Linked DNA regions of Mus musculus: regions 1, 2 and 3 are each linked to region 4. A link is a contact called in public ChIA-PET and HiChIP or PLAC-seq data. All regions are on one chromosome and are shown on one strand. Each heading gives the region's core, a stretch centred on a gene start, on an enhancer-like site or on the middle of the called end of the contact. The rest is flanking DNA. Distances are from core to core; before and after follow the strand shown. Region 1 holds the start of Taok2 (TAO kinase 2). Region 2 holds the start of 9130023H24Rik (RIKEN cDNA 9130023H24 gene). Region 3 holds the start of Ppp4c (protein phosphatase 4, catalytic subunit). Region 4 holds the start of Rnf40 (ring finger protein 40).

Region 1 (2,700 bases), core at 154-2,653, 700 kb before region 4:
GAAAAAAAAAAAAAAAGAGTATAATAAAATCATGAAGAGGTGGTTGTGAGGGCAAAATTAATAAAGACTAGAAAGGTGGAAAGCCATTTGATTGGCTAAGCATCCTAGGGCGTGACCCTTGGTGACAAGACAGGCCCTGTCACCTGAGAGTACCCCTTCAACCAGACACAATGAAGGCAAGAGAAAGGGAGAAGAGGTAGCAACAGAAGCAGACTGGGCTGGCCAGAGACTGACCATGGGCCCAACAGGAATCCCTATCCTGAGGAGAGGGCCTACCCAGCCCCAGCTTCTCGGCATGGAGCTGACCAGAGGGGCTCATGCCCATACACCCATGTCTCTCACCTGGTAGGGGTCACTATGGTGCCCCAGCGCCTCCGCTTCCGCCTGGGGTACTCCAGTTGCTCTGACAAGCAGGGAGAGGGGCAAGGAGACCTTCCCCCTCGCCACCTCTTCCTCAGCTTTCGCCCTTCCTGAGGGGCGGGCCCGGGAAGCCTCCCCTGGAGGGGAGGGGGTGACAACCTGATCTGACCTCGCGGTCCAGTCCTCCCCCAACTCGAGGGCGACAGTTGCTGAATCCCGGATTTCCGATTGTGGGGTCTGAGCCCCGTATATTTGCAAGGGCTAAAAATGAGTCCGATATCTGATCGCTTGGAGGATGAACCCCGGATATTGGTGCACACAGGGTCCTGAATCCCAGGTATTTTAAATTCTATAAAACAGAGACCCAGGTTTGTAAAGGTTGGGACTTTGGGTCCCAGATATCTGATATACGAGGGTTTGATACCTGGGTATCTGAGAAACAAGGGACCAAGCCCCAAAATTTGGGACCCAGGGGCCTGAGCCCCAGGTCTTCGGCCACGACAAGGGGCCCACCCCGAGGACGCCCGGCTGCACGGCCCCTCTAAGGCTGGGGTCCGAGAGTGACAGCCCCTACTCCAGCCCTGGCCTACTCCCTTTCCCGTCCTCTCTCTCCGGAACAGCTGAAGGACTGTAGCGGAGGCGCTGCTGATGGTCCCTGTGCCTCACTCCCTTTCCTTTTCGTCTCAGCTTCTCACCGCACCACAGCCCTGCTCTCGTCCCGGCCTCCCTCTCTCTCCCTCTCTCTCTTCCTCCCAATTCCAAGATGGAGACCGGGCGGGAGCGCGCAGGCGCGGTATGCACGCCGGGCCAAAGGGGTGGGGCCCCAAAGGAAATAGCCCCGCCCCTCGCCAGTAGCCGCCGCGGCCCAGACGACAAGCTGCCTTCGAGCCCAAGTGCGCGCGCGCCCCGCCACGCGGATCCTTGGTGGGAAGAGGAGAGGAGAAAGGCTTGGCTTGCTTGGGGTGGAGCCCAAGCGCGCGGTCCAAGGACTGCTGGTGGAGAGAGCTGTGGCGCATGCGCCCGCCACGCTTTCGCGCTGCGACTGAGCCTGTTGCTAGGGGAAGCTCTGAGGGGGTGCTCTAGGAAGGAAAGCTGTGGTCTGCGCCTGCGTGCAGGGTAAAGGCTGAAAGGAGTAAAGCAAGGCTGCTGGCAGCTGGGCGCCGGAAAGGCGGGAAACCGGACCATTATTATGTTCACAAGTATCTAAACTAAACCTGAGCTCCCAAGTGCGAGAACGATGTGCCAAAGTTCGGAAAACCCAATGGGTCAAATCCCTACTGGAAAATTGAGGTCCAGTAGGATTGTATAACTTGCCAAAACGCATTAAGCATTTCATACACAGAACATCAATTTAAGTTCATGGAAGAAAACAAATGACAAAGTAGCACAGTTGTGTTCACAGTGTGTCTAAAGAGTATATAGTGCTAGATTAATGCTTACAATTCCAGCACTCAGCAAGCTGAGGCTGAGGCAGGAGGATACCAGTTCTGCAGGGTATGTAACCTAATGGAGTTCCAGTATCAAAAACAAAAAACAAACAGACACACAAACAAACAAAGAACAAAAAACCACAAATATTTTCCAAAGCAAATCCACCAACACGGCCACAGTTTTAAGTGACCTATGCCAACTTGTATTTCAAACTAAGGTCAACAAGGGTAACAAGACGCTAATCATCAGGAAACTAGAGAGGGTGACATCCAAAGATTTTGAGTTCCAGGCCAGGGGGCCCAGGCTTTTCATCCCAGCAACTTGAGAGGTAGAGGCAGGCAGATCTCTGAATTTGAAGCCAGCTAGGGCTCTATAGTGAGACGTGACAAAACAAGGCTGGGGAGCCTGTTCAGTGGTAGAGTGCTTGCCTGCCTAGTGTAGGCGAGGCTCTACATTCAACCCACAGTGCCACAAAATTGGACAGGAGCAAAATGACTAAGTATGTGCTTGCTGAGAAAAGGCTGGTAACCTGTGTTCTATCCCCTGAACCCATGCAAGGGTTGAGGAAGAGAGCACAACTGCTCTGGGACCCCCATGCACGGGCCATGGCATGAGCACACCCAATAAGAAAGAAAAGCCCCCATGGAGTGGTGGCATGTGCCTTTCATCCCAGCACTTAGGAGGCAAAGGCAGGAGGATCTCTGAGTTCTAGGCCAGCTTGGTCTGCAAAGTAAGTTCCAGAACAGCCAGGGATACATAGAGAAACTGTCTCGAAAAACAAAACAAAAAAATTCTTTTACGTCAACAAGGAAAAGTCCCCAGTATTTACTTTAATCCAATCCCCAGTAAGTACCTTACACAATAGTAGTCAAAAGCCATTTATTTTCCCACAGTCTAGTTCTTCACTTT
Region 2 (3,004 bases), core at 330-2,829, 650 kb after region 4:
TCACTAAAGCCACGACCACATTCAAGACACCTGAAGGGCGGTTCTCCATTGTGAGTGCGCTGGTGCCGTAGGCAGTTTGAGCTGTTGGTGAAGTTCTTGCCACACTCACAGCAATTGTAGGGCTTCTCACCCGTGTGTGAACGCTGGTGTTCTAGCAGATAGGAACTTCGCCCAAAGCTGTCTCCGCACCAGGCACAGAAGTAGGGTTTCTCGCCTGTGTGACAGCGCTGGTGCTGTAAAAGGTTAGAGCTCAGGCTGAAACTCTTGCCACAGAGGCCACAGCGGTAGGGTTTCTCACCAGTGTGAGTTCGCTGGTGCTGGATCAGGTTGGAGCTAACCCTGAAAGTCTTTCCACACTCAGCACACGCATAGGGCTTTTCCCCAGTGTGCACCCGCTGGTGTTTTGCTAGGTCTGCACTGCGACCAAAGGCCTCTCCGCACTCCATGCACTTGTGCGGCCGGAGACCTGAGTGAGAACGACGGTGTTTAGTGAGATTAGAGCTGAGGCTGAAGCAACGGCCACATTCTGGGCAGGGGTATGGTTTTTCACCACTGTGAACTCGGTAATGCTTAACCAGATCTGAGCCACGCCGGAAGCTTTTGTCACACTCTGGACAGCTGTAAGGGCGGTCACACCCATGGCTGCTTTGATGGTGAATGAGATCAGAGAGACTGGGTACAGCCAACCCACAATCCCTACACTTGAAAGCTTTGGGGACTGCAGGATCACTGGTCTTGACAAAGGTTTCTTCCTTGGGGCCAGAGCCTGACCTACATAAGTACTGCTGGTCCAGCATTTTTTCCACGGGGGCTGGTTGTTCCGGCCGCGCCAGGAGGGGGCGCTCATGTAGCGCGGTCTCGCGATCCAGGGGCGACCTGGGGGCTCCCGGGAATTTTGACGTCCGGTTCTCCAGCAGCTTAGCCCCATCTAGATTCTCCCTGGTCACTTCTGGAGCCGCAAGTTCCATTGCGGCCGAAAAGCGCTCGGTTTCCTAAATGCCACCCGTTTAACTCATCAGCACAGTTGGAGAACGGGGCACTGGAGGCTTGGAGGCCGGTACCGGAAACGGAAAGGTCCCCAAGCCCGAGAGACTCTAGGAAGTGGCAGCGAACTTTCCCGGTAGGTTTAACTCTTTCATTCGCTTGGCGAGACCTTTCTGTCGGGAACTTAGCACTTTTGAAACGGCTTGGGGTTCTGCGAGTCTGTCAGTCCGGCTTTCGGAGCCATTGATCACCGCGCTTTGAGGGTTGCCAATCAAGTCTGAACGTCGCCGACAAGGACGTACCGGGAGCGAAGTGGCTAAGTCACGTTGGGGAGCACAGGACAGCACTAAGACTCCACCGCGGGGCGTCTGATCCTAGGAGCAACAGTTCACTCTTCGGCCCCGGGAGGAGTTTCTCACCCACTTAAACTGCACTAAGCTTGGCGCCGACTACATATCCCAGCATGCACCGCACGCGCCTCTTACTTTCCCACAGATAAATACCATTCTCGCCATGTCTTCTGCGACTGTGCAAGTACCGGAGTTCCAGAATCTAGAACTTGAACTTCCGACTCGCAAGATAACTGCGGCGGCGCTATTCCGAGGAGCAGCCTGGCCACGCCCCCCTCTTCCAGTTCCGCTCTCTCAGAGTACCGGCGAGACGCGGGGCGGAGCCTGAGGCCCGGGCCAAGATGGCGGCTGCGAGACCGGCCCTTACGGACTCGCTCTCGTTTTGCCTCGCGCAGCTCACGGCGGCGGCCGGGGAGGGGCCAGGTGGGGGAAAGGACCCAGCTACCAACGAGACACCCCTGGGCCGCGCGCTCTTAGCTCTTCGCACGCGCCACATCAAGGCGGCAGAGGGGATTGAGCGCTTCCGGGCACGCGGCGGGCTCCGCCCCCTTCTCGCCCTGCTCCGCCGAACGGCTGCTGCGGGCCCCGCCCCGTCCCAAGCAGCCTCTGGCTCCGCCCCTTCGTCGGTTGCGTCAGCTGGTTCTACCCCTGGCCACGCCCCCGCTGCCGAGTCGCTCTTGACGCCTTCGTTGCCAATGCGCCTGCGCAAGACGCTGGATTTGGCGCTCAGCATTCTAGCCAACTGCTGTACAGAAGGGGCGTGCCGGGCCGAAGTGCGGAGACTTGGAGGCATTCTCCCTTTGGGTAAGTGCTCCGCCCCCATTTCTTAGAAAGGTTCCAACCCACAGTATCTGCGCTGCCCTTCCATTATGCCAGGCCTCTGAGTACATGCTTTGTGATGGTGCAGCGCCACTCATCTCCTCAGGTGTGATGCTATGTGACGTCACTGCTCTCTCCATAAATTAGACCTGGACCTGCCCAGACCAGAAGTAGATACTGACTCCTGCCTCACTTTTGAGCAAGTGGCTTATACTTTGTTTTTGGTGCTTCTCGGGGACAGTACCCGTCCCTGTGCAAGGCTTCACATGGAAGAGCAGGAGGCCAGAAAGTGTAGTTTTAAAAGTTAGAAAGTGAGTTTAAAAGTCAGACATACCAAGCAAATCACCCAACCCCTCCAAAGCAAGAATTCTTTGTGTAATAACAATAGCTACCCGACAGGATTGAAGTTGAGTAGAAAATGAAATTCAAATGTACAGTGCCCAGACTCCAAGCATAAGTGGGTACTTAAACACAGGAAACAAATTCCAGCAGAGGATCAGCCTTTCTGTGTACCGGGTGATTTGGCGCCTCCTTATGGTGATGATGGGAACAAAGTTGCATCATTGCCTGTCCTGTATCTCAATTTTGACAAAAATCTTAATTTTTAAAGTGAAGCATTTTTATATTTAAACTTGCATAGATTGCAAGTAATGTGTTTGACAGTAGGCTTGATGGAATGCCAAGTTCTCTCTAACCTTGCCTGCTGTGCTGGGCCGTATTGCCTTTTGATTGGCAGGGATAAAAGTTAACTTGGTTCAAGCCAAGTTACCTGGACTACATGACCACTTCAGCCGCTCTTCCTGACATATTCCTTTCTCTGGTAATACCCTCCCACCGCAGTTGCCGGAGTG
Region 3 (2,801 bases), core at 102-2,601, 800 kb before region 4:
CTAAACCCCTCATTCTCCTTTCTTGGCATCCCAAGGGCTTGGGAGGGGCTGTTGAGAGGGGCTGGAGATAGCTCAATGGTTAACAGCACCGACTGCTCTTCTGAAGGTTCTGAGTTCAAATCCCAGCAACCACATGGTGGCTCACAACCATCTGTAATGATATCTGATGCCCTCTTCTGGTGTGTCTGAGGACAGCTACAGTTTACTTACATAAAAATAATAAATAAATCTTTAAAAAAAATTGTGTTGAAGCTGTGAGTTTTTTCAAAAACTCTTCCTTTTTTGAAAAGACCTCAACTCAGTAAAATGAGCTAGTCTGAAACTCTTCTAGTGTGACCTATTTATTGTTTTTCTTAGGATCGTAATGGAACACGAAGGTGGCTCAACTCCGTCTTCCAGAATCATAACTAAAAGGATCCGTATTCACAAGATCTGGCTTCAGATTCCATTCCTTCCTTGCTGGTAATTTTGAACAATTGGAGTCCTTGTTTGTTAAACTAGACACAAAGTCATTTTCTCTTTTAAGGACTGACGGGATTGAGAGGCTTTCGCAAATCACGTTTTGTTTTCTTGCCTTGAACCATCTCCTCACTCTTTAAGAATCTGTCCGAGAACTCAGCCCCTCCAAGAAACTTTCACCCCAGCAGGGCAAGCCATTTTCCCTGAGTTCCCTAGAACTTCCTGCCACTCGCTCTTACTCCACTAGAAACCCATACACAGCCGCCCCGTGGTTCCTGGGGAGAAGTGGCTCTCCGGACCTCTCTCTGGCGACGTTTCCGGGCTTGGGCAAGCCCTAAGTTCTCGGCGGAGTTTGCCCGGCCGAGACCCCCGGGGCGACCGGCTGGAGTCCCTTCCGCGGGCTCACCTGGCCTTGGCGCACAGGGCCTTGACTTCGCTCTCTTTGATCAGCTCGCAGCGCCGTAGCTGCTCGATCTGCCGGTCCAGGTCGCTGATCTCCGCCATGGCCCACCCCCCCGGCGCGGGTCAGAGTCGGGGCCGCCGCCCCCTCCGGACCGCACAGGGGTCTCCTGGGAAAAGGGAAGGCGAGCCCGCCAATCAGAGGGTCCGTGCGGGAGGGGGGACTCGATTCTGGGACCGCCCCCCCCTCCCCTCACGGCGGCCCAGGACCCTCCGCGTCCCGCTGCCCTGGCCGCACCCCGCCAACTCCCGTCGAACCCCGCGGGCCCGCGCTAAGGACGGTGGCCTAGAGGGGCCTCGGACAATTACCGCCGCGGAGACTCCGGCTGAGTCTCTTCGACTCCCCACTTCCCTCCGCTTTGGGCCTCCGCCACCGCCGCTTCTACTTCCGGCCTCGCCGCGGAAGCAAAGGGAAACCAGTGCTCTCGCGCGCCGGAAGTGACGCACACGAGCCACGCCTCGCTGAGGCACCGGGAAGGAGAAGAGAAGTAGCCGGAAGTGGGCGGGCGAAGTTGGTTGGAGGCAAATACAGCAGTGCGCCTGGTGTACTTGTGTATGCCTGGTGAGGCGAGCCGCGGTAGGCTTCTCATCTCACATTACATTATTCCCTGGGCTGCTTCTATTACAGATCTCACGGATAAAACTGCCTTGTTCATCATTGCCTCTCCGGTGTTTAGAATAAGGCCAAGTATTGCAGATATGCATAAATAATTGTTCAATGAAAGAGCCTATCCTGGTCCACATTTCTTGCCACGGTCCCATGGAGGAGCTCCGAACCTGGGCCAGACATAGTGGCCTATTTGTAATCCCAGAACTCAGGAGGCTAAGGCTGATCGTGGATACTAGGCTGTCAAAGCTACAGAGCAAACACTTGGCGGGGGGCGGTCACCTCACGAAGATAGCATATCTGATAAAAGAACTTGTCACCAAACCTACTGACCTGATTTGGATCCCCAGAACCCATATGGTGATGAGAGAAAACACGGAGGCTTAAATCTAATTGAAAAAAAATTTTTTAAGTGTCCACTCTCTGGACACCAAGCTTTTCCAAAATAGTTCACTTTTTTTCTTGACAGGGTTGCACTGTAGCTTAGAATAGCCCAGATTTCACAGCGAATCTCAGCCCAGATATTAATCAACCACACCCAACAATGCTTCTTATTGCCTGAACATATTCCTTGAAGGTGGCAATGGGTTTGGAGGCTAGCTTGATCACAGTTGAATGCTGAAAGTCTGGAGTTTCAATCAAAGCTCAAATATGAATCCATAGCTGTACTTGGTGGTGCACGCCTTTAATCCCAGCACTCAGGAGGCAGAGGCAGGCAGATTTGGGAGTTCGAGGCCAGCCTGGTCTACAAAGTGAGTTCCAGGACAGCCAGGGCTATACAGAGAAACCCTGCCTCAAAAAGCAAAAAACAAAAATTAATCCAGAAAAAAGTGGTTTTCAGGTCTGGCTTTCACCTTTCATTTGCTGAAACTCAAAGCAACACAAACACTAAGCCAGCCCCTGGAGCTCCCCAAATTCGCAGTGCATGCAGTCTGCCTCCTTTCTCTTTGCCTTTTGCTGTAGGCAGAGCAGGTTATTGATCTTCTGCACACCATACTCCCTCTTTTTCAGTATTCTATTGTCCCTCTCAATTTTGAACAATTTTTATGTGCCTTAAGATTTTCTTATAGAGGGTGGGGAGATGGCTCAGTGGTTAACACTGACTGCTCTTCCAGCCTGCCAACCACCTGGGTTCAATTCCCAGCACCCACATGGCTGCTCACAACTGTTCCAGAGGATCCAACACTCACACATACACACATTTCAGTTAAAATACCAATGTATATAAAATAAAAAGGATCGCCTCATAGAAGCTAGGAGAATAGCACATGCCTTT
Region 4 (2,700 bases), core at 49-2,548:
TTACACTGAGGCACCTGGCACGCTGGTGACTCGTTACCTTGAGCACTTCTCAGTCTCATCTTTGTAAAACTGGAGAGCCCTGGCTGGACAGGACTGTTGAGGACACCTTACAGGAGTAATACAAATGAGAAGTGTAACTTTTCCCCTGGGCTCTCCACACTCACCACATACAGATCCGGGGCTGGGGTAGTGGTGGCTGCGGAGAGAAGACAGATTATGGGACAAATAGATACGACAGTATGTATCCCCTAGTCCCTAGTACCTCATGAATTTCTAGCAGGTCTGAGTGTGCTATAATTTTAACTATAGCAAAATAGGTAAAACCGGGCTTCGGTGGGCTCGAAATACTATTTAGCAGCCTATTTACAATCAAAGCAACTCCAGGAAATTCCCTAATGTTGATAAACGTAATGACTGGCGGCACCTTTTTTGGGAAACCTAAGTATTCACTAGAGGACAACTCTGTCCCGCCCTCACCGGGAACAAGTTGGCTCCAGGATCTTCAGCCACTTCCACAGGGCTACTAGTGGCTTCTGCGGGCGACTCGGTCTGCATGTCTGTTCCGTTCCTTATGGCCGAGCCGTCCACCGAGCTGGGACTCCTGTCCAGTTCCTCCTGCAATTTGGGAGATTGTTCCGACTCCATCTGCACCTTCATTCCCAGGCTCTGGCTGGAACTGGGGGTAATCATCTCTTCGTCCTTCTTAGCCTCAGTCAAGGGCTCTCCAGCCTGGGCTCTGGGACAGCCAGCTCTCCCACTGCAAAGCCCGGTCCTGCCCCTTCTAGTGTTTCTTCAGAGGCGGTGAAGCGAGAGGCAGCCAATCCGCAGAGGGCGTCTTCCCAACTTGTCTCCCCGGTGACCGTTGTTAAGGAAAGTAGAAAGTACAAGCCCACGCCAATCATTGAAAAGATAGAGCGCATGCGTAACGAGTTGCACGTGCCTCTTAGAAGTTGCTTGTAAGGGTGCTTTTGAGGGTCGGTCTTTTTAAAGATTTAATTTAAATCTTTAAAAGATTGTGTTTGTGCGTGCGTGTGCGCACATATGTACAGGATGTTCGGGAGGGCTCCGCGGAGGCCAGGAGAGGATGACGGATCCTCTGGATCTGGAGTTACAAGGGGTCGTGTACCGAGTACCCCGAACAGCAGCAAAGGCTCCACCCCTCCATCTCCTAGTGCAACTGCGGGGTCAGTAACTATGGGAACCGCCTGCTGGCCAATCATTAAGAGAAATACAGTCCGTCGCGGGGTTGGAGGGGTGGGACTAAAAGACTCGAGAGGAGGAACCAAGAGCTACCAATAGAAACAGGAAATAAGTTTCGCCACATCCGGAGCGGCTCTGACGCCTGCGCTGTGCGTCTGGCGGCCGGTGACGTCCGGTGAAATCCAAGATGGTGGCGCTTGGCTGACCCTACGGTAAGTGCGGACCCCCGTCCGGCGGGGGCGGGGTCCGGGAGATATGTCCAGGGGGACGCTCAGGACTGCGGAGCTCCAGACGCATCCACAGCTCAGCTCTCTGTTTTCTGCAGGTGACGGAAGTGCCGCCTCCACCCGCCTGCCAGCCCCGGAGAGCCCTGAGTTGCCCCTCCGCCACCGCCGCTATGTCTGGCCTCAGCAACAAGCGCGCCGCCGGCGACGGGGGCTCAGGACCCCCAGAGAAGAAGATGAACCGCGAGGAGAAGACCACGACCACTCTAATCGAACCCATTCGTCTCGGCGGCATTTCTTCCACGGTTGGTGGGCTTTTGCGAAAGTCACATTTGGCCTGCGCCCAAAGTGTTTGGAATCTTGTGTGTGCTCGTGTGTATATACACAAACCGGGTGGTGAGGGTGGGTGTGCCAACGGCGTGAATGTGATCAGAGAACAACTTTACGGAGTCCCTTCTGGCCTTTTACTTATGCGCACATATGTTCCCGTAAGTCCTGTGTGATGTGTCTGAGTTGGAAACAGGTAGGGGCAGGAACGGAATGTGAAGCTCTCATGACTAGCATATTCTCTTTGCAAGTGTCTGAGCCTTGCTATATACCTCTCCCCTTTCAGTCTAATCCTTGTCCTATTGTGTGTCAGTGATGGTTCAGGGTCCTGCCCGACACTCTGCCTCTTCCCTTCTGGTAGGAGGAGATGGATTCCAAGGTACTGCAGTTCAAGAACAAGAAGCTGGCGGAGCGGTTGGAGCAGCGGCAAGCCTGCGAGGATGAGCTCCGGGAGAGAATTGAGAAATTGGAGAAGAGGCAGGCCACTGATGATGCCACACTCCTCATCGTCAACCGCTACTGGGCCCAGGTGGATGCCTGAAGAGCGAGCGTCCTACTGGGAGAAGCCCTGAGGCATTCCTAACCTCTTGTTCTTTCTTCTTTCAGCTGGATGAAACTGTAGAAGCCCTCCTCCAGTGCTACGAGAACCAGAGGGAACTGTCTTCAGGGACAGAGGTGCCTGGGTGCCAAGAGGGCCTGACCCGTGATGTGATCCCTCGACCAGACCCAGGGACATCAGATCTGAGGGGTAGGACCAGGGCCCTGGGGAGCTTATGTTCTCAGAAAGGTTTTGAGGAGGAGGTGACTTTGATGTGGGGCTACCGAAATGCCCGGCACTTGGGAAGCAGAAGTTGCTGTCCTGGAACTCACTTTGTAGACCAGGCTGGCTTCAAACTCAGAAATTTGCCTGCCTCTGCCTCCCGAGTGCTGGGATTAAAGGCGTGTGCCA

The links. ChIA-PET counts read pairs in DNA pulled down with a chosen protein or histone mark. HiChIP or PLAC-seq counts read pairs in DNA pulled down with a chosen protein or histone mark.
Region 1: an RNA polymerase II ChIA-PET map of memory CD8 T cells shows a contact between it and region 4, with 98 read pairs. The contact joins the promoter of Taok2 here to the promoter of Rnf40 in region 4. A contact is called at or near these places in 2 of 39 promoter capture datasets (hematopoietic stem and progenitor cells and liver), 3 of 115 datasets of contacts at active chromatin or transcription factors (bone marrow-derived macrophages, embryonic forebrain and memory CD8 T cells) and 3 of 9 other capture datasets (adipose tissue, liver and pancreatic islet).
Region 2: an RNA polymerase II ChIA-PET map of memory CD8 T cells shows a contact between it and region 4, with 6 read pairs. The contact joins the promoter of 9130023H24Rik here to the promoter of Rnf40 in region 4. A contact is called at or near these places in 5 of 39 promoter capture datasets (erythroid cells, liver, neutrophils and 1 more), 1 of 484 Hi-C or Micro-C datasets (neutrophils), 1 of 115 datasets of contacts at active chromatin or transcription factors (memory CD8 T cells) and 1 of 9 other capture datasets (liver).
Region 3: an H3K27ac HiChIP or PLAC-seq map of bone marrow-derived dendritic cells shows a contact between it and region 4, with 4 times the contacts expected there. The contact joins the promoter of Ppp4c here to the promoter of Rnf40 in region 4. A contact is called at or near these places in 3 of 39 promoter capture datasets (cranial neural crest, embryonic stem cells and pre-B cells), 3 of 484 Hi-C or Micro-C datasets (embryonic stem cells, muscle stem cells and uterus), 6 of 115 datasets of contacts at active chromatin or transcription factors (bone marrow-derived dendritic cells, bone marrow-derived macrophages, effector CD8 T cells and 3 more) and 2 of 9 other capture datasets (adipose tissue and liver).

The regions. Positions count from the first base shown.
Region 1 is chr7:126,883,564-126,886,263 of GRCm38.p6, forward strand. It overlaps Taok2 (TAO kinase 2), which reads right to left and starts at 1,404. Exons shown (of 16, transcript NM_001163775.2): 1 at 343-1,404. It overlaps Tmem219 (transmembrane protein 219), which reads right to left. Exons shown (of 6, transcript NM_026827.1): 6 at 2,656-2,700.
Region 2 is chr7:128,236,452-128,239,455 of GRCm38.p6, forward strand. 9130023H24Rik (RIKEN cDNA 9130023H24 gene) reads right to left here and starts at 1,580. Exons shown (of 1, transcript NM_177001.3): 1 at 1-1,580. The coding sequence starts at 968. It overlaps Armc5 (armadillo repeat containing 5), which reads left to right and starts at 906. Exons shown (of 6, transcript NM_146205.2): 1 at 906-2,138. The coding sequence starts at 1,676.
Region 3 is chr7:126,791,196-126,793,996 of GRCm38.p6, forward strand. It overlaps Ppp4c (protein phosphatase 4, catalytic subunit), which reads right to left and starts at 1,352. Exons shown (of 9, transcript NM_019674.4): 1 at 1,228-1,352; 2 at 866-1,028. The coding sequence starts at 963.
Region 4 is chr7:127,587,400-127,590,099 of GRCm38.p6, forward strand. Rnf40 (ring finger protein 40) reads left to right here and starts at 1,299. Exons shown (of 20, transcript NM_172281.2): 1 at 1,299-1,412; 2 at 1,526-1,729; 3 at 2,113-2,280; 4 at 2,358-2,499. The coding sequence starts at 1,598. It overlaps Ccdc189 (coiled-coil domain containing 189), which reads right to left and starts at 1,196. Exons shown (of 9, transcript NM_001033040.3): 1 at 478-1,196; 2 at 165-196. The coding sequence starts at 690.